2 separate regions of the Sus scrofa genome follow, and region 1 is linked to region 2. Evidence: chromatin contacts called from public HiChIP or PLAC-seq data. All regions are on one chromosome and are shown on one strand. Each heading gives the region's core, a stretch centred on a gene start, on an enhancer-like site or on the middle of the called end of the contact. The rest is flanking DNA. Distances are from core to core; before and after follow the strand shown. Region 1 has its middle 21 kb from the start of PFKFB3. Region 2 overlaps PFKFB3 (6-phosphofructo-2-kinase/fructose-2,6-bisphosphatase 3).

What was found. HiChIP or PLAC-seq counts read pairs in DNA pulled down with a chosen protein or histone mark.
Region 1: a contact with region 2 is called in an H3K27ac HiChIP or PLAC-seq map of alveolar macrophages. The contact joins two enhancer-like sites. A contact is called at or near these places in 17 of 47 Hi-C or Micro-C datasets (alveolar macrophages, blood, embryonic fibroblasts and 10 more) and 2 of 2 datasets of contacts at active chromatin or transcription factors (alveolar macrophages and skeletal muscle).

What each region holds. Positions count from the first base shown.
Region 1 is chr10:64,878,966-64,881,665 of Sscrofa11.1, reverse strand. No RefSeq gene overlaps it. Among named protein-coding and RNA genes, the nearest start is that of PFKFB3, 21 kb to the right of the region's middle. Within about 2 kb of position 1,270, at least 3 of the 83 cell types and tissues checked have an H3K27ac peak or open chromatin away from gene starts, as enhancers often do. A contact at or near this core is called in alveolar macrophages and retroperitoneal adipose tissue, where this site is marked.
Region 2 is chr10:64,806,573-64,809,438 of Sscrofa11.1, reverse strand. The region is part of intron 1 of PFKFB3 (6-phosphofructo-2-kinase/fructose-2,6-bisphosphatase 3); the gene reads left to right. Among named protein-coding and RNA genes, the nearest start is that of PFKFB3, 51 kb to the left of the region's middle. Within about 2 kb of position 1,563, at least 8 of the 83 cell types and tissues checked have an H3K27ac peak or open chromatin away from gene starts, as enhancers often do. A contact at or near this core is called in alveolar macrophages and retroperitoneal adipose tissue, where this site is marked.

The DNA.
Region 1 (2,700 bases), core at 21-2,520, 73 kb before region 2:
TGGCGTGTCATTGGGTCCAGGCTGCCTCAGCTGATGGAGCAAGGAAATGCATGTGTGTAGAAAGGGACCCATCTGTATAGTAAGGTAAGCCCAGGTCCTGCTGATGTCCCCAACTCTGCTCCGATCTTTCTCGCCTCCCCCACCCGCTTGACGGTAACTTCCCACTGCAGCACCCGCTTCATTGCTCAGTCCCAGGGTCCCGACGAGCCCTTTGGGGGTTGTCAATCCACCCAGTGGACCCCAGTCCTTTCCGGAGCTACTTAGCTTGACTCTTCATCCCCCACCCCAGCCCTCAGGGATCCTGTTTTATGTGTTTGTGAAGCATTTCAATGTATTTGCCGCATTCTACGTGTCATCCTGGGATCCAGCAACATTCTAAATGAGTTTTTCAAAACCTATGTACATCAAGGCTTCTTCTTTGGCAGTGAAGTTTTACGGGCTTTGGCAAAGGCTTAATGTTGTGTAGTCACATGAGACTACCCTTCAGAACGGTTTCACTGCCCTCTGCCCTAAAAGCCGCCCTGTGCCACCCGTATTCACCCTGTGCCTGGCAGCCCCTGCTGTTTACTGTCTCTGCCGTTTTGCCTTTTCTGGATCACGTAGTGCAATCATACATTATGCAGCCTTTTCAGTCTGGCCTCCTTCACTTAGCATCGTGCATTTTCAAGTCGTCTGTACCCCTTTGTGGCTGGACAGCTCGTTTTTTATCCTGTTATCTGGAGGCAACCGTTTCTTTATCCGTTTCCCTACTGAGGGGCAGCTTGGCCACTTCTGGGTTTTGGTGACTATGAATAAAGCTGCTATGAACATTTATGCACAGGCGTGGGTTTTTTTTTGTGGATATAAGTGTGTCCATTCATTGGGTGAGTGGGGAGTGGGATTGCTGGATTGCAGGGCAGGGCTGTTTAGTTTCGTCTCTCCCGTGTTCTCAGACTCGCTGTACTGATGGCTTTTCTCCCGTCTCTGTCTTCCTTGGGGGAAACGTCCACCCCTGGAATGTTAACCCACTCGGCTATTCCCCATGGGCCCTCCTGTTCTTCCTTCCGGGCCGGGCTCTCCGAGAGCCGCCCCCTCTCCTGCCTCCTCTTAGTCTGTTCAGCCCTTCGGTTCAACCCACACCCAGGGAACGGGGTTGCAATGACTGCAGGGTCGACCCTCCTCCCCGCTGGCTTCCTCCTCCGATGCTCTGTGGAAAGTCACTGTGCCCAACCTCCTGGGCTCAATCCCGTGCTCTTCCTTGACGTCGATGGCATCTGCCACAGCTAACCCCGCCCTTCTTGAGGCCCGTGACCCCTCCTCCTGGCACTGCTGCCCTTTATCTCTGACCTTCACCCTCTTCCTAGGAGTTTTCTCTACTCCCCTGCTTTCTGTCTGCTGTGGCCAAGACACATCCTGTCTCAGCCAGTCCTCGTTACAGAACTTCAGATCTGTACCCAGCTGCCAGTTAGATGACACTTCTCATCCCAAACACGTCCCCGGCGTCTCAGCTTTCCCCCTTCGAACCTGCCAAGTCCTCTGATTTGGTACCTTCCGAGGCTCCTCCCTTCCTTGTATCCGCCTGATAGCTAATCAAGACCCCCCCTCCCTTTTTTTTTTTTTTTTTTGCCCTTTTAGGGCTGCACCTGAGGCATATGGAGGGCCCCAGGCTAGGGGTCTAATTGGAGCTGCAGCTGCCAGCCTACACCACAGCCACAGCGATGCAGGATCCAAGCAGTGTCTGGGACCTACACCACAGCTCACGGCAACGCCAGATCCTAAACCCACTGAGCGAGGCCAGGGATCAAACCTGTGTCCTCATGGATGCTAGTCAGATTCCTTCTGCTGAGCCACGATGGAAACTCCTCTAGACCCTTTGATGTTATTCCTTTTCTGCCTTTCGTGTTAACCGGGGGGAGCGCCTTGACCTCAGACCTGCATCCTTTCTTGCTGGTAACAGACCGTGGCCTCCGGCTGGACTCCCTGCTCTAATCTCACCCTCCTCTGAGCTGCCACATGGTGCCCAGCTATTCAGGTGACCCGAATGGTAGTCTCTCGACCCTTCTCTGCAGCCACGTCTAGACTCTGTAAGCGAGGAAGCTGGGGACACCTTCTGCCCAGGCCCTGCTTCTCCCCTCTAACGCTCGCCTCCTGTTCCGGCAGCAGGAGCTCAGGCAGGGATTTGCCCGCGTTCTGTCCCCCAGAGAGCTTGCCCTTCCCGCTCTTCTCCCAGCAGCAGTCTTGCCCTGGGCAGCTGCTCAAGTGACATAAATGAGCCCACGGGCCTTGCAGGGGAAGCCACAGGCCTCTGCTCCCTGCCACCTGCGGCAGCTCCTGTCACTCTTTCAGCTGGTTGCTTCTGGTCTCTGCCTCCTTGTTTCCAAACACAGCCTCTATGGAGTTCCTGTGTGGCGCAGCAGAAATGAATCGACTAGGAACCATGAGGCCGTGGGTTCGATCCCTGGCCTCGCTCAGTGGGTGAAGGATCCGGCGTTGCCGTGAGCTGTGGTGTAGGCTGGCAGCTGTACCTCCCATTCAACCCCTAGCCTGGGAACCTCCATATGCCGCAGGTGCGGCCCTAAAAATGAAACAAAACCATCAAAACCAAATACGGCCTCCTGAGGCTGCGTCCCCTCCTCTGTCCCCTTCTGAGCAGGCGTCGAGGGGGACTGTCTGAACGCAGTCGCCTTACTTCCCGCTCGCGCTTCATGCTGCTGCCGCACA
Region 2 (2,866 bases), core at 314-2,813:
GTCGGGTTCTTAACCCACTGAGCCACAACAGGAACTCCAAGGTGTTTTTTTGTTTGTTTGCTTGCTTTTTAGGGCCACACCCTTGGCATATGGAGGTTCCCAGACTAGGGGTCTAATCGGAGCTGCAGCTGCTGGCCTACACCACAGCCACAGCAACGTGGGAGCCGAGCCGTGTCTACGACCTACACCACAGCTCATGGCAATGCCGGATCCTTAACCCACTGAGCGAGGCCAGGGATCGAACCCACAACCTCATGGTTACTAGTTGGATTTGCTTCTATTGCACCACAATGGGAACTTCCCAAGATGTATTATTAACCATAGAAATGTGAGGTCTATCAGAGAATTTGATCTGTATCAGAGACAGAGGACTTTTTTTTTTTTTTTTTTTTTTTACCACACATTTTTACTAATAAACTTGGGCATCTTAAAACCTTTCGGAAGTGCACAGAAAGCCCAAGGCTTCCTCCATTTCCTTAATGCTGATACAGTTACAGCTCATAAAAGCCGTTATTTCTCCTTCCATTGGCTCTGCTGTGGCAGCGACCACGTGCCTTTTCTGCATCAGAAAGGAGGGCTGTCCAGGTGTGACAGCCGCAGCAGGAGGGCTGGGACTTTGGGGGGCTGGCTCCCCATCTTCATCTCTAGGTAGCACTTTACCTTGTAGGTTCCTTTGGAAGTTTTTAGTTTATTCATTTGTGTAGCAGTCGAAGATGGCCCTTATGTGCACCTGCTCACCAAATACTAAGTAATTTGGACCTTGTCATCAAAACCGCGTGGATCCAGAATTTGGTTGTTGGCCTTGTTGTTGGGAAGGGGACCCAAGTAATGGAATTGGGAGCCACCAGAAAGAAGACCAGCCTAGTTGGAGGTCTTGTTGGTTATTCCTTGGCTTATTAGCTATGTGATCAGAGGAAAGTAATTTCATATTTCCGAGCCTCGGCTTTATCAGCTCTAAGGGAAAAACGTAGGGGTGTGTTTGTGTGTGTGTGTGTGTGTGTGTGTGGTAGGGACACGATGAAACTCAAAAATGAATTCATACTTCTGACAAGGACCGCATCTCACGTGACTTTAGGGCCCCAGGACAGCTGGCTTGCCGTGACTTCTTGTTGGTTGTAGGAAGAGATGAGAGATGCTGGCTTTGCTTTCCTGTGTGCTCTTGGCCTTGGCAGAGACAAAGAACAATGAGATGGATGTGAAATTCCTAGTTGATCTGCCCCAATTACAGGCCGACTTTGCTTCCAGTCCCAGCATGGACTTGCCCTGAGCCTGCATCCCGCTTAATGGCACCTGACCTGACACCTCCCTTCTTGTTCCATATGTTTGTTCTAACGTGGGTCCCTGTCCGCCTCTGGTCTGTGGGAGCGCTTTCTCTCTCACGCTCAGTGTGAGCCGGAGCTCAGAGCACCGGGATGACAGCTGCGTGATCACCGGTCACCGGCTCCTCTCCTTGGCTGGACTCCAGATTGTTGGGATTCCAGGTGCGACCTGTTCCCTGCAGCGTCTGATGCGCAAGCGACTGCCCGTGAGCATCTAATAAATGTACCAGAAGAGGATGGATGGTGAACGGCTCACCCCTGAGCCTCCTGTCCCTCCAGGAAACACAGGCTCAGCGTGGCTGTCTGCCGTCCTCTGCTGAACTCTGCGTGTGTCTCCTCTTCATTCTGCGTCGTGCATGCAAATTGGTGACCAAGACTACACACCCATTAAAGAAGATTTACGCAAAGCCCAGAAATAGCATCCTCCGCCCCCCAGCGTAAAACACAGCTTGAGCTTGATTCTCTTTGCCCACAGGTGCAGGATTCGTGCAAATTCCGTTTGTATATGTGTATCATTTGCAAGAAGCAGAGGTGTTAGGAACACATGCAAATCACTGAAGAGTTCCTGGCTGCCTTTCTACCCCGTTCCCTTCTCCCTCAATGCCTGGATCTGTCCCATCTGTGCTTTCCTTTTTCTCCCTTGTGTTTCGTCTCAAATTTAAGCAAACGGAGCTAGCGCTGATTTTCAATTTTTGGAGTTTTTGAAAAAAAACTTTTCGTTTTGAAATACAAGAACTTACAAAATAGCATACAGAGTCCCAGGAACCTTTCACCCAGCTTCCTCTAGTGGTGACATCTGACATGACTGTCGTCAAATATCACAACCAGGAAACTGCTGTGGGTTCACGCCTGTTCACTAGCCCACAGGATATCTGATTTTTTTTTTTTTAAAGCACAAATATTTCGAGGTCCTAAAATAATATGTTTACACACAAGGAACCTATGTGTTGATATTGGTGAGGTTGACAGGGGGTGTAAAATAGTCTCAGAGCAGGTGGGATGCTGATGTGAGAACCAAGGGGTGGATTTAAGAGTGTGGTCCCGAGGTCGGGGGTGTGCCCTTGAAAAAGGAAAGGCTGACAGGAAGCGGAGTGACAAGGACGGAGCAGAGGGAGATGGAAACGTGCGGGAAGGCTCAGTAGGGCTTCAGTTGCCACGGTTCCCCCACTATCAGGATGGGGCTGCATACAGCTGTCCTTATAACCCTCATAATGAGATGGGTCAGTCCCCTTATTTGGAGAACAATGTATATAGTATTTGAAGAAAAATAGTGATTTTCCAAAATTTATTTTTTATTTTTTTTTAGAGCACTCGTAGATTCACAGCAAAATTGAGCAGAAGGTACAGCATGCTCATACGCCCCGCCCCGCCAGGCACAGCCGCCCCCATCATCCACATCCCTCGCCAGATGGTACCTTTTTACTGAGAATGAACCTGCACTGACCCGTCGTCATCACCCAGACTCCATGGTTGTCTGTCATTTAGGAGTCCCTGTGGGTGGCGTATGTTCAGCGGGTTTGGACAGGTGCATGAGGTCACGTAACCAT